Regions from separate parts of the Mus musculus genome. Here regions 2, 3, 4, 5, 6 and 7 are each linked to region 1. Evidence: chromatin contacts called from public promoter capture Hi-C data. All regions are on one chromosome and are shown on one strand. The core of a region is the stretch at or near the end of the contact, and the rest is flanking DNA. Distances in the headings are between cores, read along the strand shown. Region 1 holds the start of Dclre1c (DNA cross-link repair 1C). Region 2 holds the start of Phyh (phytanoyl-CoA hydroxylase). Region 3 overlaps Sephs1 (selenophosphate synthetase 1). Region 4 holds the start of Bend7 (BEN domain containing 7). Region 5 holds the start of Prpf18 (pre-mRNA processing factor 18). Region 6 has its middle 22 kb from the start of Gm13179. Region 7 overlaps Frmd4a (FERM domain containing 4A).

What was found. Promoter capture Hi-C pulls out the DNA fragments that hold promoters and counts their contacts.
Region 2: a promoter capture Hi-C map of pre-B cells shows a contact between it and region 1, with 5 times the contacts expected there. The contact joins the promoter of Phyh here to the promoter of Dclre1c in region 1. A contact is called at or near these places in 4 of 39 promoter capture datasets (embryonic stem cells, liver and pre-B cells), 1 of 484 Hi-C or Micro-C datasets (B cells) and 1 of 115 datasets of contacts at active chromatin or transcription factors (astrocytes).
Region 3: a contact with region 1 is called in a promoter capture Hi-C map of liver, with 4 times the contacts expected there. The contact joins the enhancer-like site here to the promoter of Dclre1c in region 1. A contact is called at or near these places in 3 of 39 promoter capture datasets (embryonic stem cells, hippocampal neurons and liver), 1 of 484 Hi-C or Micro-C datasets (CD4 T cells), 3 of 115 datasets of contacts at active chromatin or transcription factors (astrocytes, embryonic stem cells and microglia) and 2 of 9 other capture datasets (adipose tissue and liver).
Region 4: a contact with region 1 is called in a promoter capture Hi-C map of embryonic stem cells, with 3 times the contacts expected there. The contact joins the promoter of Bend7 here to the promoter of Dclre1c in region 1. A contact is called at or near these places in 9 of 39 promoter capture datasets (the 3T3-L1 cell line, cranial neural crest, embryonic stem cells and 6 more), 3 of 115 datasets of contacts at active chromatin or transcription factors (astrocytes, large pre-B cells and stem cell-derived neural progenitor cells) and 2 of 9 other capture datasets (embryonic stem cells and pancreatic islet).
Region 5: a promoter capture Hi-C map of liver shows a contact between it and region 1, with 9 times the contacts expected there. The contact joins the promoter of Prpf18 here to the promoter of Dclre1c in region 1. A contact is called at or near these places in 4 of 39 promoter capture datasets (embryonic stem cells, hippocampal neurons, liver and 1 more), 1 of 484 Hi-C or Micro-C datasets (cortical neurons), 1 of 115 datasets of contacts at active chromatin or transcription factors (pro-B cells) and 2 of 9 other capture datasets (adipose tissue and liver).
Region 6: a contact with region 1 is called in a promoter capture Hi-C map of the HPC-7 cell line, with 8 times the contacts expected there. The contact joins the enhancer-like site here to the promoter of Dclre1c in region 1. A contact is called at or near these places in 8 of 39 promoter capture datasets (3T3-L1-derived adipocytes, the C10 cell line, the HPC-7 cell line and 4 more) and 4 of 115 datasets of contacts at active chromatin or transcription factors (astrocytes, embryonic stem cells, large pre-B cells and 1 more).
Region 7: a promoter capture Hi-C map of liver shows a contact between it and region 1, with 2.7 times the contacts expected there. The contact joins the enhancer-like site here to the promoter of Dclre1c in region 1. A contact is called at or near these places in 15 of 39 promoter capture datasets (the 3T3-L1 cell line, 3T3-L1-derived adipocytes, the C10 cell line and 10 more), 1 of 484 Hi-C or Micro-C datasets (cortical neurons), 3 of 115 datasets of contacts at active chromatin or transcription factors (astrocytes, large pre-B cells and pro-B cells) and 2 of 9 other capture datasets (adipose tissue and macrophages).

The regions. Positions count from the first base shown.
Region 1 is chr2:3,422,471-3,425,913 of GRCm38.p6, forward strand. It overlaps Dclre1c (DNA cross-link repair 1C), which reads left to right and starts at 1,661. Exons shown (of 14, transcript NM_146114.3): 1 at 1,661-1,856; 2 at 2,894-2,945. The coding sequence starts at 1,748. It also overlaps a transcript of Meig1 not described here.
Region 2 is chr2:4,917,321-4,920,763 of GRCm38.p6, forward strand. It overlaps Phyh (phytanoyl-CoA hydroxylase), which reads left to right and starts at 1,676. Exons shown (of 9, transcript NM_010726.2): 1 at 1,676-1,824. The coding sequence starts at 1,750.
Region 3 is chr2:4,894,203-4,897,645 of GRCm38.p6, forward strand. It overlaps Sephs1 (selenophosphate synthetase 1), which reads left to right. Exons shown (of 9, transcript NM_175400.6): 6 at 2,487-2,577. Among named protein-coding and RNA genes, the nearest start is that of Sephs1, 14 kb to the left of the region's middle. Within about 2 kb of position 1,634, at least 4 of the 459 cell types and tissues checked have an H3K27ac peak or open chromatin away from gene starts, as enhancers often do. A contact at or near this core is called in liver, where this site is marked.
Region 4 is chr2:4,716,045-4,719,487 of GRCm38.p6, forward strand. It overlaps Bend7 (BEN domain containing 7), which reads left to right and starts at 1,787. Exons shown (of 9, transcript NM_178663.4): 1 at 1,787-2,248. The coding sequence starts at 2,188.
Region 5 is chr2:4,650,294-4,653,736 of GRCm38.p6, forward strand. Prpf18 (pre-mRNA processing factor 18) reads right to left here and starts at 1,842. Exons shown (of 10, transcript NM_026045.4): 1 at 1,623-1,842. The coding sequence starts at 1,688.
Region 6 is chr2:4,614,672-4,618,114 of GRCm38.p6, forward strand. No RefSeq gene overlaps it. Among named protein-coding and RNA genes, the nearest start is that of Gm13179, 22 kb to the left of the region's middle. Within about 2 kb of position 1,785, at least 11 of the 459 cell types and tissues checked have an H3K27ac peak or open chromatin away from gene starts, as enhancers often do. A contact at or near this core is called in the HPC-7 cell line, where this site is marked.
Region 7 is chr2:4,508,328-4,511,770 of GRCm38.p6, forward strand. The region is part of intron 5 of Frmd4a (FERM domain containing 4A); the gene reads left to right. It overlaps Gm39751 (a long non-coding RNA gene), which reads right to left. Exons shown (of 5, transcript XR_865941.3): 1 at 2,016-3,443; 2 at 949-1,287. Among named protein-coding and RNA genes, the nearest start is that of Gm39751, 3.6 kb to the right of the region's middle. Within about 2 kb of position 1,579, at least 45 of the 459 cell types and tissues checked have an H3K27ac peak or open chromatin away from gene starts, as enhancers often do. A contact at or near this core is called in adipose tissue, hippocampal neurons and liver, where this site is marked.

The sequences.
Region 1 (3,443 bases), core at 411-2,910:
CATCCACAGCAATTGTCCTCCGGTAGTCTAGGAAAGACCATCTTATACAAAACCAAGGCTTTACCGGTACTACTGTGTGGAATGTATAAGTTGGTGTGTATATCCAGAACACTTCCCTCTACTTCCCTGCTTCCTCCTTATGAATATCTGAATGTGAATAGAACCAGGTATTATGACTGCAAGAGTAACCAGATGTTCTCTGACCCTGGCATTCCGACCCCTCTGCTCAGAGCTTACTCCTGGCATCATCCCATGATCACTTCTGCCTCTGTGAAAATATTCTTGTCATATTCTTCATTTTTGTGGCTTTTCAAATGTGCTGAACTCGGATGGCACATCAGAGTTAGCCATGTAACCACTGTGGATCGAGAAACCTCATCTTAAAGGGAAAAAGAGAGTTTATTCTGGGGCCATTTTTAATAACCTTGGGGCTGGAACAGAGATTTGGGTCATCCTAAATTCCATGTTCCAACAAGGAAAGAGTTTCACAGTTTTATAGAAGAAAGTCTTAAGTCAGGTCATATTTAGTGTACATCGGAGAGCAAAGATGAGAAAGCTTTTCTATAGGCCCGAGATGCTATCTGATGACGTTCTTAATTTTTGGGTTAGGTGAAAATAGTGGTCTGCTAAACTAGGAGATTCCAAAAGGTTTTCATCTGTTACTCACAAGATGTTAATTCCAACAGAGATAAACAAGGGATGGCTATTCCCAAGGGCTAGAACTAGCTCAAGATACGATAATTCGCTTCTGGATCTGCAACATTCTAATCTCCCCACAGTACTAAAACCAGTCGCTCAGTTTTTGCAGACACTGCTTCTTTTCAGTTTTCCTGTTTACCTCCACAAGGCTTGCCAAAGTGTTCTGCATAGCAGGGTTTGGAGGTTCCAGTTGATCAACAGTGCTGAGTATCTGAGGAGAACTTGCTAGGAAGGAGAAAATAAATGCCACTGACAAAGTCTTTGGTGGATCTTAGTATGATTACTACACACTTTCCCACCCTGCCCCCCATCCTCTCCCTCTGTCTCTTTATATATCCTTCTGACTTCCTCAAAGTACAACTTAAATGATTACTGGAGGCCAGCAGATCAATGGAATCTTTACTCCCCCCACCCCTGCTCTAAGAATCTATGTCTGAATTGTAGCCTTCAAAATATAGTTAGCTTATATAATACAGAAGAGGGAGCAACTACCAATGGAATCTACTAACCAAGAGTCAGAGGCAATGACTCATCCAATCCTCGTGGTTACCCTATAAAATACAAATTGGGATAAGATTTTTAAAAAAGTGAAAAGAACTCGATCTTCACTAGATCTGAGGAAATGCAAGGCAATATGGTTAAGAAAAGGGAAGCTCTCTGGCCTCCATTCTCAGTTGTGTTTCGTTTCCTGCCTTGGTTCCTCCACAGATGCGGGCAGATCTGCATTGCGCAACAAACACTTCGGTGTCTTTTCTTGCTTTCTGGCAGGAACGTGACTTTCCATGACCAGCCAGTGCTACCCACAAACTACGCACAGCTGTTTCTCCGTGCCCAGCTGGTGCAGTTATTTAAACCAAGGGACTTGGGAGGCTGGATCAGGATTGGATGCCCATTGGCTCCGCCCCTACCTCAAGGGTCCTTTGATTGGATGTGGCTGAGCTCTGCCGGCCTATGGGTAGGCGGTGCGCAGGTTCCCGGAAGTGGCGCCCAGGGTCAGTGTGTGCTTCTGTTTCCGAGGTGGGCTTTGGGTCTAGTGTTCCCGGGTGCGATGAGCTCCTTCCAGGGACAGATGGCGGAGTATCCAACCATCTCCATTGACCGCTTCGACAGGGAGAACCTGAAAGCCCGTGCCTACTTCCTTTCGCACTGTCACAAGGGTGAGTGAGCTCCTCTCGTTACCTATTTCAGGGGCGCTATGGTCTGAAGAGGCAATGGCAGAGGTCGGCACCTGGTGAGGGGAGGACAGGCTGGGACTCCGCGAGGCACTGGGAAGCACTCCTAATGCCAGTTGGCGCTTAACCTCTGGCTTTATTGAGCTCCTGGTCTGTACCACCTCTGTAACCCCAGCTCCTAACCCCAGCTCCGGTTGCAATCAGACCTGGACGCTGTGGTAAGGCAGAGCTGTTAGAAGTGCTGGTTGCTGTCCCAGCGGAGGGTATGTTTGGTAAGGCTTAATTAATTAGCTCATGCCCAAACTTCCCTAATTCTCGTTTATCTCGAGTAAGGAAAACACGTTTCAGAACGTCTACACCCAAAGACATTAGGTAAGAGCGAAATGCCCCTCTCTCACACAGGCACGTGTTTCAGAAGTTCTACATCCCGGAGATATTTGGCAAGAGCCCAAGATCGATCTGTACATCTATCTCTGTCTCTCTGTCTCTCCTCCTCCCTCTCCCTCCCTCCCTCGCTCCCTTTAACCCCCCCCCCCCCACACACACACAAATGTTTCTCACACTATACTCTTGGGTGTGTGTGTGTGTGTGTGTGTGTGTGTACAACCAGTCGATAAGCTTGGCCAAGTGTCCCCCATTTTTCTTCTTTATTATTTACTTATTTTAGGTTGTGGGGCAGAGCTTCACGTATCCTAGGTGGAGTCATATCAGCCCACCCAGGTTCTCATACTCGCACTTGATCTTCCTGCGTATGTCCCCTGACCCAGGTGGGACTTGAATAGCTTTCATCAGCTCAGGGTCTAACCCTTTTTAGTGGTTCCTGTTCCCTACTCTGAAAGGTTCGTCATGTGCAGAAGAGCCAAAGGCCTGTGGGAATCTATTTGCTCAGAATGGTGAGCCTTAGGTAGTTTCTCACAGTAGGAAGCTTACAAAGACAACCCAGCTGTTGCAGGGAAGAGAAATCCTCTAAAAAACCAAATCAAACAAAACATGGTTATGATTTCTAATTCTTTTCCTTGTAGATCACATGAAAGGATTAAGGGCTCCTTCCTTGAAAAGAAGGCTGGAATGCAGGTAATTGGCTTTGTTACTTATTTGTATTTAAGTAGATATCTTAACTGAGAGATAACACCTAGGCAGAACAGGACATACACCCTAGCAGGGTAGCCTGTATAAACTTTATGAGCTTATATAAACATTATGTGGCTTCCACACAGATAAGAAGTTGAACACTACCATGTCCCAGACCCCTGTCTAGTCTTACCTGCTTCTTCTCCAAGAAGTATTTCCTATTTTGAGTTTTTGTCACAATGAGCTAACTTTGGATATTCTTGAATTTTAATATAAACAGGTGGCTTAATATGGTGGTCTAATCACAACATGGAGGAATCAGGAGGATTTGTGAGTTCAAGGCCAGCTTGAGTTACATAGTGAGAACTTGTCTTAAACAAATGAAAATAAATAAACAGGATCATATACTGGATAGATTAAGACATCTTCAATATTTTTCAAAGGTTTATTTATTTTTTTATTTTACATGTATGCTTGTTTACCTGTGTGTAGCTGTCCTAT
Region 2 (3,443 bases), core at 426-2,925, 1.5 Mb after region 1:
GTGGTCCTAGGTTCTAGAAGAAAGCAGAGGCTGAACAAGCTATGGAGAACGAGCCCAGTTAAGCAGCACCTGTCATGTTCTCTGCTTCAGCTCCCACCTCCAGGATCTTGCCCTGTTTGAGTTCCTGTCCTGACTTCCTTTAATGAGGAACAGATCAGTAAAAATGTAAGCCGAATGCACCCTTTCCTCTCCAACTTCCTTTTTTGGTCATGGTCATGGCGGCAATAGAAACCCTAAGACAGGCCCCAAAGCCATAATTCTCTCTGTTTTTTAGGGAAACCAGTCATCCTCAGAATGACGGTCTTAATCTTTCAATTCTGCTTGAGGTGACCCAAATTCAGACTAATTTCAGTTTTGTTTTCTTCCTTCTCCCTGCAGTTCCCATTTTGCACCAGGTGAGGGCAGTAAGAACACACCTATTTCCCAAGTGGGGGGTGGGGGGGGAATGCAGTCAGTCCTGCTTTTAAACTGTGGGCTAATTAAGCCGGTCTCTCAGGACATGGTCAGGCTTCCACCAGGTTGCTCAGGCTGGACAGATGAGGTTGGGAGATAAGCAAATGACCAAGCCGGCCCTGGGAGCTTCAGCTAAGCGAATCTCGTCCTAAAGGTCAAGGCACAAAGGGCAAATCTCTGCAACCTGAAAACAGGAAGTAGCCAGCTGGTTACTTGCTTGTCTCTCCTGGACTATGGCACTGTCACCAAATTATCTAATGAAAGCATTTAAGAAACAATAACATGTTTATGGAGTAACTAGAAGCAATCTAGAAGTAACTCTCTTAAGAGACCGAGAGACAAAGAGATTGAGATTATGTGTAGTGGTTGAATTTCAAAGACTTTAGGAAAACAGTTTTGTTTTGTTTTGGGTTTGGTTTGGTTTGGTTTGGTTTGCTTTTTCGAGACAGGGTTTCTCTGTGTAGCCCTGGTGGTCCAGGAACTCACTTTGTAGACCAGGCTGGCCTCGAACTCAGAAATCCCCCTGCCTCCGCCTCCCAAGTGCTGGGATTAAAGAAAACAGTTTTTAGCTACATAAGAAATTTTACATGTTATACTGGCTGGTGAGATACACAGTGGTTAAGGGAGCTTGCTGAACAAACCTGACCATCAGAGTTCGATCCCCAAAACTCAGGTGGTGGAAAGAGACTCAACTTCCCTGAAGATTATTTCTCTGATCTCCACAAACAAGGATGCAAACATACATACATACATACACACACACACACACACACACACACACACACACACCACACCCCATCACCACTACCACCACCACACACAAAAATGTAATGTAAGTTATCCTAGACCGTGTGGATCGCTCTTCTTAAAAACTAACAGCCAAACTTTCTAATATTTTAGGATGAATTCACGCTAAATTTAATGTCTCTTCTGAATAACACAGATGATTTTAATTTTTAGTGGGAGAACTAGTCACATAGATTAGTTGTTCATAGATTAAAACTACCAAGTTAAAAGGGTGGCTCAGATCCCTAACGGCCTCGGGCTGCTCGGCTTGCATCACCCCAGTCGCAAAATTTCGGACCTTGCAGATTAGAACAAAGACACAGCGGCGGGGAGCAAGGACTCCAGACAGCCTAGGCTCGCTCCCTCATCCCCAGCTCCCCAACCCCCAGCCTGGGGGAGGTGGCGCTGTGTCCTGCCCTTGGACAGAACTCCACCCTCTACTAGGAGGCGGGGCCTTGCCGTAAGTTAAGTGTGACCTGGGCGCAGCAGTTTCGTCTGCTGGCCCCCACCATGAATCTTACGCGCGCCGGCGCCCGGCTGCAGGTCCTTCTGGGACACCTCGGCCGACCCTCGGCCCCAACGATTGTATCCTTTGGGCTGTGGAAGGGCTCACAGGCTCGAAGGAGCCTCTCCGCCCTGGTGGTGGCTTCAAGGACATAAGAGAGCCTCTGCGCCGCCATCTCTTCCCTGTCTCCATCCCTAGGGTTCCCGGGTGGAGGCTGCATCCCCAGAGAGCCCTCGTCTTCTGGAAGGGCTCTCTGGTGGGACTTCTCTAGGCAGCATTTTGAGCCTTCAAGAAACCGTGGTTTCTTGCTGGTGTAAAGCGGGAAGCATAAAGCGAAAGGTGACGACGTCATCACAAAGAGGCTTGCCATTTTTTGAGTTGACTTCTGCATCCAGAAACACCAAGGACAGTTGCCCACAGGTGCTTGCCTGTGACCAAGGCCGGCAGAGGCAGGGATTCTCAGAGGTCAGGAGGAGGCGCCAGTCGCCAAAAAGAGAAGGCTCAGGACCCTGTCCAGCAGGTAGCTAGCTGCCCATCTCCACCTGCCCTCTGTCTGTCACCATCCCACTAGCTGTGTAAGCTCCCACTCCAGGGGCCAGGTGTCCCCAGTCTCCTGAGGACTGAACTGGTTCCCGGAAAGCGACTTCAGAAGCGAGTGCCTGGTGATAAATGCTTGTGATCCCCCTGGGAGGTGCAGGTGCAGACTCGAGGGTTGGTTGGTTGGTTGGTTGGTTGGTTGGTTGGTTGGTTGGTTGGTTGGTTTTTCGAGACAGGGTTTCTCTGTATAGCCCTGGCTGTCCTGGAACTCACTTTGTAGACCAGGCTGGCCTCGAACTCAGAAATCCGCCTGCCTCTGCCTCCCAAGTGCTGGGATTAAAGGTTCGTGCCACCACCGTCCGTCCGGCAGACTTGAGGATCTTAATGGCCAGCCATCCTGGCCAAAAGTGACAGACGGTCTAAAAAGCAAAACAAAACACTAAACCAAGGCTTGGAAGCAGTTATGCACACGAACACGTGTGTGTACACACACATCACACACAAACACATACATGCATACACTCAGACTCTTGGGGGATGGGAGGAAGCATCAAACTGTTGGCCCCTCGCCCTAGAAATTGCTAAAAATGAATGGTTTAGGGTTTTCAGTGCCTGCCACCTCCGAGGCTGATCATAATAGTTGTTTATTTGGCCTTCCCTGTTATTCTGCCTGTGGGGCTTTTGGTTTATAAGCAGCGGTGTGCCAGGCTTACCTCAAGCTTAAACTCTACAGGCTAATAATGTAACTTCATTTTACACTGAGAAACTAATGGGGAAAGACCCTGATTAGTGTGTATTGGACTAAAGCAGTGGTTAGACCTGCAGGCCATGTAGGGATGGAATATCACAGTCTGGTTTTTTCTTGGCAGTTGGATGTTTGCTACATTTTGAGAACCTTGGATATACTGGTACTAGATGTATTTGGACTGAAATTGATGCAGTCTCTTCACTACTCTTTGGATCTTATTGGTTGCTTGATTTTTGAGACAGAATCTTATCACGCATCTCTGGCGAGCTGGAATTTGCTATTATAGACTGGATTGGCTTAGAACTCACAGAGACCACCACCTCTGCCTCTTAAGTGCTGGGATTAAAGTATACACTTTTTTTGTTTTGTTTTGTTTTTCGAGACAGGGTTTCTCTGTGTAGCCCTGGCTGTCCT
Region 3 (3,443 bases), core at 384-2,883, 1.5 Mb after region 1:
TTTTTTTTTTACTTTTTTGTTCTGTTTTGTTTTTTTAAAGATTTGCTTATTTTATGTATATGAGTACACTGTAGCTTTCTTCAGACACACCACAAGAGGGCATCAGATCCATTACAGATGGTTGTGAGCCACCATGTGGTTGCTGGGAATTGAACTCAGAACCTCTGGAAGAGCAGTCAGTGCTCTTACCTGCTGAGCCATCACTCCAGCCCTCTTTGTTTTGTTTTTTAAGAGTGAGTTTCTCGGGCTGGTGAGATGGCTCAGCAGGTAAGAGCACCCGACTGCTCTTCCAAAGGTCCTGAGTTCAAATCCCAGCAACCACATGGTGGCTTACAACCATCCGTAACAAGATCTGACTCCCTCTTCTGGTGTGTCTGAAGACAGCTACAGTGTACTTACATATAATAAATAAATAAATAAATAAATCTTTAAAAAAAAAAAAAAAAGAGTGAGTTTCTCTATGTAGTCCTGGCTGTCCTGGAACTTTTTTCTGTATTTGAACTCACACAATCTGCCTCCAGCTCCCATGTTCTGGGTTCAAAGGTGTATGCCACCACCACCACCACAGTACTTTGTTATGGCCTAGTAAGCTATTGTCTGTATATACCTCAAGTTTGTCTGTTGACTGGTGGACTTTTGAGTTGTCTTCTCCTATTACTATAAACCCCCTTCAAGTGCAGTTTTGTTTTGCTCTTTTGTGTGTGTACAGACCCAAGTTCTCCACATCCCCTCTAGAAGTTGTTTTTTGTTTTTTTTAAAGATTTATTTTATTAATATATGTAAGTACACTGTAGCTGTCTTCAGACACTCCAGAAGAGGGAGTCAGATCTTGTTGCGGATGGCTGTGAGCCACCATGTGGTTGCTGGGATTTGAACTCTGGACCTTCGGAAGAGCAGTCGGGTGCTCTTACCCACTGAGCCATCTCACCAGCCCTAGAAGTTGTTTTATGATGCCATTCTCCTTCTGCTCAGAACCAGTGTAGTGGTACCTGCCTACACAGGTGCCATCCCATGTGGCTTTGACTTGCGTTTCTTTAATGAGTAGTGGTGGCAAGCATCTAGTCTTAAAGCTTTGTTTGGGGTGAAAAAACATTTCTCTGTATCCTTTAGAGATGGATTTCAACATAGATTGTCACGTTCCATGTTTGATGTTCAGAGAGGCACCCTGTCCTTCATTTATTTGGTTTAGATTGATTGATTGATTGATTTCTGTGGTGGGAAACCACTTGAAGGACCTGGTTCTTCTCTCCTGGGGAGTCCTAGGAAAGAAATTGAGCCCAGGTTCTGAGAGTTGATGGCAACCAGGTCCAGAGAATTGGTGGCAAGCACCCACTAAGCCATCGACTGACCCTCACTTCAGTTCTTAATTAGTAACTGGCAGGTAGTATGTTGACCTGAGTCAGAATGTAAAAGATGTAAAAAGAATCTACAGTGCAGTGGTCATGATCTGTGTAGAGGCTCAAGTTTCCTGCCAGACTCTCCTCCTGTTAGTTTTGTGTATTTGCTATTGCTGTTTCAATTATGTTTGGTTATTTTGATGCTGTAACTAATGTTCCAGGCATAACCTTGGAGCAGGTCATTGGGACTAGTTCTAAGAATCCCTAGGTCAGGTGGGGTGTGTTAGTAATGCTGAGAGCCTGCCTGTCATAAAGGCTCTGCCAGGTTCCACTCCACAGCAGTGAACAGGCAGGCCAGATTCCCCGGATGGCGATTGCCTGGGTTTACAGACCTGATCTCTGCTCTTCTGCTTTGTGGTTTTGCTTGCTTGCTTGCTTTTCCATAATAGGGAGTTGAACCCCAGACCTGAGTGTGGAAGGCAGTGGCTCTGCTGTTGGCTACATCCTCAGATCTCTACACATCACACACACCCCATCTCTCCCTTTAACTTGTTCCTTAGGGCTGCCATGTCAAGCAGGCTTTGATCTCCCTGCCCTAGTCTCCCAGGCAGCTGAGGTGACAAGTGAGTAGCACCATAATCTTGCTCAGAAGAGAGAAGCTGAGCACATTGTTCATGTTTAGCCATCTTTTCATTAGTGGAAGCTCCTTTTACTCCAGTAGCAGATGGCGTGCCCAGTAAGCATCCTGCATCTATTTGGGGCAAGCATGAGGACCTGAGTTTTGTCTCTAGCAGCCACTTAAAAACTAGTTATTGGCAGTGCTCACCTGTATTGCCATCAGGGAGACAGACACAGTCAAGTCCCTGGAGCTCACTAGCCAAAATGGTAAGTCCTGGGCCCAGTGAGAGACCTTATTTCAAAAACTAAGCTGGAAAATATTAAAGATAATGTTGACTTCTGGCTTCTACCTAACCCACATACATGTGCATTCACACACACACACACACACACACACACACACACACACACACACACACACAGGAAAGGAAGAATTGTTGCAAAACGTTTATTTTAAACAAGATTCCCTTTTTGCTTTACTGTTGCCGCCTCCGTTAGTGTGATCAGAACGTGCTCTTTTCTTTTCTGCAGGCCAGATAATGCAGTACCTGGGGATGTGCTGGTATTGACAAAGCCCCTGGGGACACAGGTTGCAGTTGCTGTGCACCAGTGGCTGGATATTGTAAGTAAAAGCAGTTCAGGACTGGGGCTGGGCTGAGAGTAGGGGTGGGTGGGACAGTTAGCTCTCACAGTTGCTCTTTAGTTTCAGAGTGGTTTGTGCTTTGTTTTGTTTGAAGCGGGGGGGGGGGGGCACTTGTGAAATGAAAACTTTAAATTTTACCTCTATAAAATTATCAGTAAAGTCCTTAGGTGAATTATCCATATTCTCATAAATGAAAATTTAAGCCATATAAAGGGGTGCGAGTCCCAGCTTGAGGAATCAGGTCAGGTGTTGACATAATTGTCATGGAGTTTGGGGGTTTTTTTTGTTTGTTTTTTGTTTGTTTAATTTTTATTTACTTATTTTATGTATATAAGTTACACTGTTGCTGTCTTCACACACCCCACAAGAGGGCATCAGATCCCATTACAGATGGTGTGAGCCACCATGTGGTTGTTGGGAATTGAACTCAGGGCCTCTAGAAGAGGAGTCAGTGCTCTTAACCGCTGAGCCATCTCTGCAGCCCCCGGAGTTGGGGGTTATTGTGATATGTTCGTATTGTCTTTAAATTGATTAATAGTGAAGGACATACAGATGTAGTATGTGTAGTGGAGGACAGACAGGAGGGTATTTTTGCTAAGCACTGACCCGCTGCCGTGTCTCCCTAACAGTCCACAGTGACTAGGATTTTACCCTCACGTATCATGGCGTGTCTAATTTCTACAACTATCGTCTGAAACTTACCAGTCTTGAACAGTTGGAAAAATGATAAAGACTTATATCACTTATTGGCCGTTTATCGTGACTTGATGTAGCCAGTAAGAACCCTTGGAACTGGAGAGGGGTCTCAGCAGCTGAGAGCACAGGCTGCACTGCCAGGGGTCCTG
Region 4 (3,443 bases), core at 537-3,036, 1.3 Mb after region 1:
CTTCAGCAGGTAGAAGTCACATTCCTGCTTGAACTTAAAGTGAATGATATCTTTCCTAGGGATGTACTTCTTGGGGTGATACCTTCAATGATTTCATCATAGTTTAAGCACAATAAAAGCTTACTTTATGCTCCAAGGCGAGACTACTCTGCATTATTCAATTAGCGTAGTACTCAGCCTGTGACTATTGGAATAAAATTTGACAAGGGATCTCTCTCTCTCTCCCTCCCTCTATCTCTATCTCTATCTCTCACGGCCCCAGAATGGGGTGTAGAATGTTTTCTTACTTTAGAAACATCCCAGACACCTTCAGGTTTATAAAATTCTGGTTTTGAATGGAGGTGGGGGAAGAAACAAGTGGGATTATTGCCCAAACCACTATCATACTGAACCCTTCACTGCATCTTTTAACTCTAAAGAGATCAAAGAACTTCACCAAATACAATTTCATTTCTTCCATACACTTTTCTGGGAAAAGGACTCAGCCTCTAACATAATCTCAAAGAAGTAGGAAAAAAAAAATGAATCCCCTCTTAAAGTGATTTGCTTTAGAGCTGGATGAAGCGCTTGGTCTCCCTGCGGCCAGCCGGGTGTCCACACTGCCGGGTGTCCACACCCGTGTCTATCCACACCCGTGTCTATCCTGTTGTCTCCAGCTGGCTTGCTGCTCACCGGTTCTTTGGTTTTATTTCCCAGGCATGTTTGCACTGCTTGCTCCTTGGTAGTCACCCTGCTTCTAACGTCAAGGTTCTATCAGAGTGGCTTTTGAACGGCTGTCCATTTGAGTGCAACTAACCTCAATCATTCATCAAGACAGCCCACCCCAGCCCCCTCCCCCCTTTTCTCTGCATTCTTTGGAGCAACCTGACCTTCCTAAGGTGTTGGAGCAGCAGCCCATCCCTTCTTCCCCTTTGTACTTTGGTCTAGAAACCGTAGATTTGGAGGCCGTACTTTTAAGCGTGTCAGATCATGTTTCCACACTACCATTCCCAGGTGATGTAAAAAATCTTTTCTATTCCCACTTAAAACATGTGGTAAGAAATGGCGCCTACAGTAAGTGCACACTTGGCTCCCCAGAGAAAAAGATTACATAAAACTCCCAATGGCCATTGGCGGACGGCAATTATTTTGGTATTTCTGCGTCAAGTGGCAGAGTCTATGCACCTGCTATGACCACTGTTTCCCTAAGAGCCTGCACCCCCTTGCACTCCTCACCTCTAGTATTCCTCTCCCCAAAACACCATTCCAAGCACCCCCTTTGCATATAACTTCCCCTACAGTCCCCAGGGTGGGGATAAGAATTGATGTTCGCTCCATCCCATAGTCTTCTCAGCAGTACATGCTCAAATTTCTCTCTGTTTGCTCCAAGAGCGCGGATGGGTAAGTTCTTCACCCCCTCTTAAAAGTTGCCTAAAATCCGCGTCTGGCCCTGGCACCGCCCGCCTCTCAGACAGAGCGAGGGCTGGCCGCCAAGGAGCCACGATCCCTGGCTTATTTCTAAAGGCAGGTTCGCCTCCGGGAGCCGCAGAGGGAGGCCGGGCAGAGCGCGGCGTCCGTCCGGGGGGGCAGCTCCACGGGCCCGGGCCGCTCCGGACGCTGAACCGCGCGGCCTCCGGCCCATGCCGGGTCGCCGCACGGCCGAGTCCAGCAGTGGCGGCGGCCCCCGGGGGATGGCGGCGGCCGGGCTCCGCCAGCAGGTGGTCCCGGGGTCCCGGCGGCGCCGCCCCCTTCGACGGCGCGGCCCCTACTCCCGCGGGGGAGGTCAGCGCCCCGGCCGCCGCTCCGCACCCGCCGCCGCCGCCCTCCCTCGGCTCGCCGCGTCCCCCGGGCCGCGTCCGCAGGCTGAGCCCAGGCGGGCCGCGGCGAGCACCCCACAGCTCCGCGCCCCAGCCCGGCCCCGCTCCCAACGGAAAGTTGGGCTGCGGCGGGCTGCGTTCGGGAAAGAGCGAGGCGGCATGAAGGGGCACCGAGGGGTCGCCTAAGACACCGGGGAGGCGGAGCCGCGCGCGGGGACAACTTCGCCCCGGGCGCGCAACCCCCGGCCGGGCTCGCGGTGGTTCCTCCCGTCCCTCGGCCTCCCCCGCCGATCGCGACGCGGACCTTGGTCCCGGCGGCTCCGCGGCGGTGACACGAGCCCGCCTCAGCCGCCGCCTCAGTCTCCTGCCGCGCCGCCACCTTGCCCGCACCATGGAGTTCTCGGAGAGGAAAAGAAGCAGGAAATCCCAGAGCTTCAAACTGGTGAGCCGAGGTAAGCTGCCGGCCCGGGGACAGCGGCGGGAAGCCGGCGCCGCGCTCCGCGCACTCGGCCCCGCGCGCCCCGGCCGCCCGCGGGCTCCACGCCGGGGGCGCGCCCGCCCCGACCCCCTCGTCCCCGCCCGAACCCGGGCCCCCCGCGGGCCGCACACGCCCCGCCGCGGGGAAAGTTGTGCCTGAGGGGGACCCACCGGGTGTTATTGAAGGTAAACAAGTCGGAGGGCACGTCAGGAAATTAGCAAACAATGACACCGGGGAGCCGAGCCCACTCTGGGGTGCCGCCGCCACGGCGGCCGCTGGGCTGGGGTGGCTGAGGGTTTGCCTGGCCGGCAGGCCGAGAATAGACTGGGATTTGTTTTTGTTTTCGTTTTTTTTTTCCTTCCCCCACGCAAAGAGAAGGAGGAGAGAAAAAGATGATCATTGTTCTTTTTAAGAAGAATCAGCTCATTAGGGAATCGAAGCTCAAGGCAGAAATTGTTGACATACAGCATCTTTTCCAGTTGAGTGATTTGGGTGGAAAGGTAGTTTTAAGATTATCTCGTATACCAGTCAGACAAGTGTCGCATCACAAGAAATAAAGAAAAATCCAGCTTGGTCCTGCCGACTAACAGGTGTACAGCACACTCTTTATAGGCGTTTATTTTGTCCGGGGAGGAGAAAGTTGAGTAGTATCTCCTCTGGGTTCTGTTTCTTGTTCGAGTCCATCTTCCTGATTTGAGTCTTTAAAAAATGGTGCCAACTCGGACAAGAAACACCTGTCAAAATGTATCACCTTAATAATCGAGAATGGTGATACCCCCCCCCCAACCTCCCCAGAGGTAATGGTACAAGTTCTAATATGAGCCCACACTCTTTAAATATCTTTGCATTAACTTGGGTCAAAGCCAAATCAGAGAAGCGCTCCACTTTCCCTAGGTGGTTTTTATCTACCGCTAGCATCTGAGGAAAGAGCCACATGATTGTTCCAAGGGCCCCAGCAAAAGTCACATGTGAACAGGTGACTATTGGGAGGGTGATTGCAAGGGATGGAGTTTTTCTGAACTCAGCTAAGCAGACATGAGGATTTTATAAAGCTCACTTTTGGTTAGTCTGGAAACGGTTTAATTATAGACATTTTTGCAAATCTGCTCATCTGTGTTTCCCCTAATTTAGCTTTGTACTGTTTAACGATAGAGGCCTGAAATAGTGTA
Region 5 (3,443 bases), core at 592-3,091, 1.2 Mb after region 1:
GGCCTGGGAGAGTATTTCTGGGTATAGCTGAAATAGTGTGTAGGGTTCCAGTGCCTAACTGTAATAGAGGCCTCACCACTGGCTCTGTGCTGCTGGAGACATGAACACACACACACACACACACACACACACAATAGAGGCCTCACCACTGGCTCTGTGCTGCTGGAGACATGAACACACACACACACACACACACACACAAACACAAACACACACACACCATTCCTCAGATTCCATCTGGAGGATTGTGACCTTTCCCAAACTTTGTCTCCTAGAGCTTTAACTAGCATCTCTGTTCATCTCTCTGGTTCCTCACCATCCCCATGCAAACCCTATGTAGTTGTTTCTAATCTATACTGATTGTCTTGTCATTGACAAGCCCAAGGGTCCCTGCCATGCTCTCCCCCAATCCATAAATATAAACACACACACACACACACACAGAGCTTTTATTCCTCAAAAGGCACTATTATTGATATCCAGAAAACATACTTATCAAAGAAGATGGTGGGATACATAAAGGAGTCCAGAGAATTAATAACGAACGTAATTTAAAGTATGGAGAATAACTAACCTAATTTAAAGTCCGGAGAACTAATAACTAGCCTAATTTAAGTTTGCAAGCAGTTTTAACACTTCACAAAAAAATATGTAAGTATCTAAAAAAAAAAAAGTCACACATGAATTACTTAAATTATCAAGAAGATGAGATTTAGAACCATACAGAAACCTCTCCACCAAAAAGACAGGCAACATAAACCGCGGGCAACAGTGCAGACTAGCCAGCCTCTGACATAGCTCATAGATGTGCAACATTTTGAATGACTTAGGCATGCATGTACTCTGTAACCCTGCGGTTCCAAAGGGATAGGGCTCAGAATCTGCTCAACCAATTCTGAGAAACAGCTCAAACACTCATCCCTAGGAGAATGGGTAACCAGATCTACTCAGACAACAGAATACAATTTCAGAAAATTAATACATACATACATACACACACACACACACACACACACATACATACACACACACAGCAAAGTAATACCCCGAACATTCTAATCAAACGAAGCTCCATATGAAAATGTACATCCTATTGATGTGACATTCTAGAGCAGGCAAAACTGAGGTATAAATAAGTTGCTTCGGTGGGTAATCCACGCAGGGACTGGAAAGTGGACATTGCTATTTTATCTCCTCATGGAGAATGGGTTACACAGGTGTTTGCACTTGTCAAAAGTCACTGACTAATAAACAAGATTTTTACACACACGCACACAAAGAGGAACAAACTCTGCACTCTATGGCGTGTGCCAGATCGCTTAGGAATAAAGCCGACTAACTCTGCAACATGCTTTGGAATTGACAATGACTAGTATGCTGTTTTATCACTCTGCCTGCGGCGGATACTGGTTAGGACAGCAAGCGCCGCCGAAGTGAGCCAGACTAGGCTTGACATCCATACTCTGCCCCTTGCTAAGCCCTGGGCCAGCAGCTTGCCCGGGACAGTGGCGGATCTGTCAGCCCCGTGCCCGCCCCAGACCCTCTCAGGACCATCACCCTCCCGCCAACACCGCAAGCACAGTCCACCACCCTCAAGCCCGAACCACAGCTCCGGGACTCACCACCAGCAGGTTCCTGTCCTCCACCAGCTGCCGCTTCCGCAGAATCTCGGATTTCAGGATGTCCATCTCGCTCCCAGGGTCTAAGTGTCTTCACTTTGACTCCCCAGCTCCTCGGCGGTAACCTCACCCGCCAGGGGAGGGGGAAGAGGACAAACCACGAAGCAACCAGAGCCCAATTATCGGAAAACAACAACTGCCGGAGCCGCTTCCGGCGGAAATCAGGATGAACGAAAGGAAGGTAGGGAGCGCCCCTCGGCGCGAACGCGGCCAAAACCGCTGAGTATTGTTGCCCCCTAGCGGAACCCTCCAGATACACACTTGTGATTTCAGTAACAGGTAGAAAAGAACAAAAGGCCGGGCAAAGGTAGCACAGGCCTTTAATCCCAGCACTTGGGAGGCAGAGGCAGGCAGATTTCTGAGTTGTCTCAAAAAAAAAAAAAAAACAACTGTTTGTCTCTTTAAATGGTTATTGTGCCCGATTGAACCAGCTTGTATACTCCTAAAGTTTGCTTCATAGTTCCTCAATTTACTTATTTGCCAAGAGTGCTAACATACTAGAGAATGAGAAATACATAAATAATACAAGTTTTAAAATGGCAGTGTTTATTAATTGCCTATTCAACACCCTGTAAATTTATTGTGTTTTCTGGTTATGCAATCAGCAATGAAGATTTTCAATGATGATTGGGAATATAATCATTCTTTCTTATAACCTAGCCCAAGAAAAAATATGTTGAAATTCTACTTTGATTTGTTTTTATTTTTATTGTGATTCAGGCACTCACTGTGTTGCCTGGGCAGGTCTCAAACTCTTGCTATCAAAGTAATCCTCCTGCCCCAACCGCAGAGTGGACCTCCATACTTGGCAGAGTTTTGGTTTTGTTTTGTTTTTTTTAATCTTAGAACCATTTATAACATATCTATTCTTGGTTCCATGCCATGAAAGCATCTTTGTTTTTAGTTGTCATAATTCAACAATATTTTATGTTACATTTTTCTATTCTAGAAGTAGTGAAATAACATTCAATTCAAACTCAAGTGTAGGTAAGATGGTTTATCAAAATAAAAACTGAAAGGATTGCTCATTAGAAAGTTTTATACTGGGGCTGGTGAGATGGCTCAGCGGTTAAGAGCACTGACTGCTCTTCTAAAGGTCCTGAGTTCAAATCCCAGCAACCACATGGTGGCTCACAACCATCTGTAATGAGATCTGATGCCCTCTTCTGGGGTGTCTGAAGACAACTACAGTGTACTTACATATAATAAATAAACAAATTTAAAAAAGAAAAGAAAGTTTTATACTGTGTGTGTGTGTCTGTGTGTGAAATAGGATATTTCATCTAAAAGATATCTGAGGACCAAAAAGATGGCTGAACAGCTAAAAATAGTTGCTGCCAAGACTGATGACCTGAGTGCAGTCCCTGGGAACCCACATGGTGGAAAGAAAAAGTAGATTCTCAAAGTCATCCTCTAACCACAACCACACCACCACATACACACACGTATACACACGCACGTTCACAACCACACCACCACATACACACACGTATACACACGCACGTTCACAACCACACCACCACATACACACACGTATACACACGCACGTTCACAACCACACCACCACATACACACACGTATACACACGCACGTTCACAACCACACCACCACATACACACACGTATACACACGCACGTTCACAACCACACCACCACATACACACACGTATACGCACACACGTTCACACATGCAACTGAAGAATAAATGACTAAATGTGGTAACTTTTTTAAAAAGTAAAAGATGCCTAACTTCTGTCCTTGGATG
Region 6 (3,443 bases), core at 535-3,034, 1.2 Mb after region 1:
CAGGAACACCCTACATGGAAAGCCCTTCCTGACAAGGGGCTAGAGCCTGCCAATAAGAGCAACGATGCACGAAGAAGCTGGACCTGTCTGAAAGTAAGCAGATAGAACAGTGTTTCCTACTTCCTGAACTCTGGCAACTGTCTGGGAAACTGCTTAGGGCACTATCACACTGTCCCAAAATAATCTATACTTGAAACAAAAAAGGCCTCTTGTAAACATGTTATACATAAAGATGCCAAAATGAGCCTGTGCTCTAAGATCCGTCAAAGGAAAGCAACTGGAATTTAGCTTCACTCACACACACACACACTCACACACACACACTCACACACACACACACACACACACACACACACACTCACACACACACACACACACACACACACACACACACACACACACTCACACACACACACACACACTCACACACACACACACACACACACACTCACACACACCCCTACTTCTGCCTCTCACATAATGTCAACATAATAACTCTCATTTTTATCTTGATTCCTGGAGAACACAAAGTAAACACCCTGATCCTGTAGAAAATATTAAAAATATTCAGTCCCTGACTTCCCAGAATAACTGTTAAAAGACACACAAAACTCTCCCCAGAGTGTACAGATCCACTTGAAGGCTGTGAGCAGCCAGTGGCCTCTGTCAAGGCCCTGCACACTTGGTACAGAATCCGTGTGCTCAGTCTTAGGTGCTTGTGAATCAGAAAAAGCAGCACAGGATAGAGATTTAAAGGGTGAGGAACTCTAGCAGCATTAAACTGGGAGGAGCTTAAGCCAATTCCCAAGGACACTAACATACAGGGGCTCTCACTCAGACCTTGCGCAAGGAGTTGGCCTCTCTGAGATGACAGCCACTGAGGTATAATATATAACTGCCTGGTTTACACTAAGTCACACTGCCAGCAAAGTCACTTCTATTCAGCCAAGGCAATAGTGTAGATAATAATTGGTATTCTAGAATAATTGGTGTACACGCACATGCACGCACATGGGTGTTTTTTATTCTTCGTAGAAGCACATTTTATAAGATGTTATCCTTATAAGCCAGTAGTAGGTTACTTTTGCTTCTCTTTCTGGTACCCATTTTCCCTAAAACTCACTCCAGTCATGCACTCCTCCCCTCCGCTTCACCTAGCCGAGTCATCAAGATGGACGCCTTGTGATGCCAACAGCTCCCTTTTGTCATTTTATGCAGCTTACCATCAGGCACTGAATGTAGACAGTGTTCCTTACTCTACTGAGATAACTTCTTCACACCACTATGTTTGTTTGGACTCTCTTACTCTTGGCTCCCTGTATTTTCTCATCACTATTATAAAGTACCTGAGAGAAACCACCTCAGGGAAGGTTTTATTTGACTCTGGTTTAGCAGGCAAAGGGTAGTACCAGGTCCTTGCAAGTAAACGTACCCTGATTCTTGGCTGACCAGAACACAAAACGCAAAACTGGAACAAGAGGCACATATAAACTTCAAAGATCACTCCCTAGTGAACTACTTATATCACAAAGGCCCCACATCCCAAAGATCCCACAGAGCATAGCCATCTAGGGACCACGTGTTCAAACACACAAGCCTCCTGAGAACATTTCCGATTCCAACCATAACACACTGCTCTCCTGGTTTGCTGTGTCACCTTTCTGCTGGCGACACCAGCACTTTCCATCCATTCTGGGGCTCTTCTTTCAATCTGTACTTCCTATTGCCTCTTCAACAGCGAGATGTCAAAAACCTAACTCTTGATTTCCCCCTCCAAACATGCTCCAATGGCCACCCTCAACTTAGAGGAAGTGCCATCTTCCTAGGGCTCAGGTCAAAGATCTTGTAATTATCCCTGATGGCTCTTTTTCTTCCCACATCTGCAGTAAACAAAACAGATATGAATGTCCATCCTTGTGAGATTTATACTGCATTGTGGGAAAGAGGAAGAAAATAAAAACTGAATCATTTACCAGAGAGGGGCAGGAAAGCAGGCACAGTAGAAGATTTAGCCCGAGACGGAAAGAGTAATGCCATTTCCACCACGTCTGCTAAGGAAGAATGCTGGTACACTTACAGTGCTTAAGAGTGCTTCCAAATTCAACTAGTGTGAGAATAAGGTTAAGGCCACAGCTACATGAGACAGGAAAAGGGGAGTCAGGATGCAGCAACCTCAAAGCTTCATACAAGAGTCCCAGAATCAGAGAGAGACTGCTCACAGGAGTAGGAAGTGCTCTTCTGCCTTCACTAATGTGCATAGGCGTGCAAGCTCCCACACACGTGAGCTTACGTCACAGACACACAAATACAAATGAACGAATACGTAACGAAACACTAGGATTTTACAGAAAGTGCAAAAATTCAGTTCCCTTCTCTGAAATCCCATGCTTGTAGGAATGCCACTATGATGACACCGTTAAAGAAAGAGAAAAAAAGTTTCATTAAAATTGGCATACAGGCTGGGATGAGTCAGTGATTAAGAGCGCTTGGTGCTCTTACAAAGGACCCAGATTCACTTCCCAGCACCCACGCAGCAACTCAAACCATCTGTACCTCTACTTCCCTGGGATCAGATACTGTTCTGACTTCCATAAGCACTGCCCAAGTGCAGTAAGCTTAACTACATGCTGGAAAAATACTCATGGACATAAAAATAAGTCTATAAATGTTTTTAAAAGATTACCAAATGAAATGATTTTTTAATGGGGTCCCTACTCAAAGATAGCTGAAAAGATTATATCAATATCCAAGCTGGGCATGAGATTTGTTCCTTCCCATTAACAATTAGCACAACAATTGGCCTCAGCCATAGTACAACATCTATGTCCATAAGAATGTATACATAAGTATAAACTAGCAAGAGGGGCTGGAGAGATGGCTCAGTGGTTAAGGGCATTGACTACTCTTCCAGAGGTCCTGAGTTCAATTTTCAGCAACCACATGGTGGCTCACAACTGTCTGTAATTGGATCCAATGCCCTCTTCTGGTGTATCTGAGGACAGCTATAGTGTACTCATATACATAAAATAAATAATTCTTTAATAAAAATTAAATAAATTCAATTTTTAAATGAATTTAAAAATTCATTTAAGCAAGAAAATGTACAAAACTCAACAGGAGACAACAGGCATGAAGTCTGTCTTGATTAGAGCCTTCCTAAAAGGAAATGTACAGTAGAGGTGTTTCAACTGGGTTATCATCGGGTGAACACAAACTAAGTCCACAATGTAACCCTGCTAAAGCAAAGGTTTCAGAAGACACTTCAAATATGAGCAGATGTAGACAAACTAAACTCTCAAGTCCCCAAAGCAGGCGTGTGACTAGTATACGCCCCATGGGAACTCCTAGAGATGAAAGTATGCTTACCTTACTCTAGCTATAATAATCTATATTCACCAAGAAAGGCATAAATAAGGTTCATGCAAAGTGGCACAACCCGTACG
Region 7 (3,443 bases), core at 329-2,828, 1.1 Mb after region 1:
GTCAGGACACACAAAGGCATGAATGCTGGCATTAGCCCCCTGTCTCCATTCGCAGTCCAGAATCCCAGCCAAGGAATAGGGCCGCCATCCACAGAGAGGCTTTCCAACCTCAATTAATGTAATCAAGACAGCCCCTCACAGACGTGCCCAGAGGCCTGCCTCCCAGGCTATTCTAGGCGCTGTTGCGATGATAATTAACACTAATCATCTCATTTGCTGTATGGGAAAAGTTGGACTTTCTCAACCTAACCACAGAGGAATGCTTTCCCTTGAGATTCTTGGTACGACTTGAAAAGTACCAGCAAACCCTCTGAACCAGGTCAGGAGGCCCCGTTGCATGTTTTTTTTTTTGTTGTTGTTGTTTTGGTTTTTTTGGAGCATGTCAAGATTCTCTGATGGCAATCTTCCCGAGAGAGAGTGGATAGCCACCAAGCCACCATAAAGCTGCTGACAAGTGCCCTGGGTCCTCCTCCTGAAGTTGCTTCATCGCTTTAGATAAAGCAGGGCTGAGTGAATGGAAGTGGTCCGTCTTGTCCATCTTGTCCGTCTGCACGAAGAATGCACGCATGCATGCCTGTACACACCTACAGCAAACCACATTCTGTCATTCTATACCATTTTCCAAAGAGCAAAGGGAATGATGCCCTTTCACTCAGTAGTGAGGGAAAGAGGCCCAAAATACATACATCATGGCTTCAGTAGCCAAAAGATACAGCATTCCCTCTCAATAGAACATTATCACATGTCTGCCACCACCCTGGATTCCCAGGCAAGATTCTGGCTCAGGAAATGACCCAGCAGGAGCCCCTCCTCCTCAGGTGACACTGGAACCATTGAGGCTCCAACACAGAACTATCAATGCGATAAGCCACAGGAATGTCACAGCACCAGCCTTTGCAGGTGGCCAAGTGGAAGCCTCTCACAGCTCTTTCTTGAAGAGCCTCCTACCTCTCCCCTGCTTCTCCATTTTGTCTTCTGTCAAGGGAAAGCCCACAGCCTCGGGAACGTATCGGGGCTTTGTATACTGTTTGTTATCTTGATCAGTTTGTTTCTCTGCTGGAAAAGCACAGGTAGGGATCTACTGCCTGGGAAGCCAGCTAAAAGCCAGCCGAGGGAAAAGCAGAGTCATCTTTTGTATGTCACGTGGCAGCTGGAACCTGGCAGGAAGATCTCTGGGACATCTGTCTAGTCCTCCGTGGTGGACTCGGCTTTCTGGGGAAACTCGGGAAGTGAACAGAAACTCAAAGACTCTGTTTCGTTCCAGCAAAATCTTAACAGTGTAATCACCTGGAAAAAAGAAATGCAAAGGGGGGTTATTATTTATAATAAGGAAATAGTGAACGTATTAAAGTAGAAGACAGGAAGCGCACTGTGCAGGGAGGCTGTAGGGAACTGAACTAAAACTTGGGAGAATATACAGTACCATATGTCTGAAAATTATATGTAAGGCATGAACTGCTTGGGAATAAATAACGTTCCAAACAAGGGAGAAAAGCTTGGAGAATAGACAAGCTCTCAGCAGCCGAGAGCCAGCCTGTCTTCCTACTGTTCCGAGTCTGGTTCCTCTATTCTCTCTCTAGAGGACTCCTCTGAGGGAGGGCGTCCAGTGACTGTTACACTCAGTAAATAGTAACTAGGGATCCTAAGAAGTAGCGGCACAGCCTCCTCCATCAGCCTTGCTCTGTGTGCACAGTCTGAGGCCTCTCATCCTGGCTCCCTTTCCTCTATTGCCAGACACATTCTGACTCTGGGTGTTTTATACTCTCTTCATCTGAAGGGAAAGGGAAAGCTCACCCTAAAGACACTCATTTCCACTTACCCTAAGGACACCTATAATGAGAAAGAACTTGCCTAAACTAGGTCACACGTTTACGACTGTTGCTTAAAGCTTCGCTATAGCTGGCAGAGCACTATACGGAATGTTCACCCACAGGACCTGCAGAATGGGCTGTGCGAAAGCAAAGGCCTTCCTTCCTCCCTTCCCCCACCTCTCTTTCCCCACACAGACAACTTACATCTAGCAAATGAATCAAATTGTGAGACACCAAACTCCTGCTCGGGGCTGTCTGCCAAAGGTTGATTTTGAGTTACACATGAGATAAGTCTCCCAGCTGGTGTTAACCATTAGCCCCCTGTTGACCATTCACTACACCATAGATGTAAATGTTTAACAGAAGGGCTCACATGTCTCACACACACACACACACACACACACACGCACACGCACACGCACACACACACACACACACACACACACACAATGTGCTTCCAAGTACCATGAGCTCTTTAGCAAAGTGATCAGTGGGAAAGGAAATGAATAAAGCTAGAAATGATCTATTGCAGAAACCCTGGAGAGTTTCTATGAACATGTTTGTACTCTGTCATGTTACGGGAGCTGGCAGTCCCACAACTGCCATTGCAAACATTCTCCCACATCCCAGCTCTGACCAGGCAGATGAATTGCAGAGGTGGTTAAGCTGCTGTGGCTCGTTACACATAAAGAATGGTTGTCTTCTAGTCCTCCACATGGTAGAAAGACGGCTGTTAGTTCCCTTGAGCTGAGTAGCAACTATCTTTGTCTATCTTTAGAATTCCTTGGCCTGAGACCTTGAGGATATCCCCTCTTCAAAAGATGTGGACTGCTCCAATACAGTGTCATGAGTTATGGCGGACAAGCCTAGACACCCCCCCTTCTCCCCCAAGACTAATTAGAAAATCCATATATCAGAGTTTGGCTTGTAGTTCAAAATAACTCTCAATTTAAATTATTCTTCAGTGCTAACTTCAGTTGTAAATTTTGTTCTGAGAGGGTGCTGGCTGGGACTGAGACCTTATTAACTTGGAAGGGGCAAGTCCTAAGATAAGGCCATATATTAGACAAGAAATTGTGGTTTTCCGGCACAATAACTGCCATTAAGGTCCTCATGGTCTGAGGCAAGTCACAAGTTTTTGGACTCTATCCTCAGAAAAAAATAAATGGTGTTAAGCTAACAGACTAGTCTCTAAGTCTCTCCCAGCTTTCCCTCTTGTTCAGCCACTCGGTATCAGATCTAGTGATACGGGACGAGAAAGGAAGATGTACTGGGCATCATGCCTTAATCACAGCACTGAAAGGCTGAGGCAGGAGGATTACCATCAGTTTAAGGCTAGCCAGTGGTATAGAGTGAGAGAAAGAAAAAGAGAAGGAAGGGAGAGAGGAAAAATGAAGTCATAACTTTCTTCATAACCATGACCAAAAAAAAAAAAAGTCATGGATTATCTTATTGTCACATGCTGATGGCCCTGAGTCTCTCTCCATCTCTAACACTACAGACTATGTATAATAAGGCACCATTCACTTAAAGGTTCATTAAGATAGCAGGTTGTGTTACATGTATACTACAATAGTACAGATATCTTTGGAGGCAGTGGACATATGTATTGCTGTGATGGTGTCTCAAGTG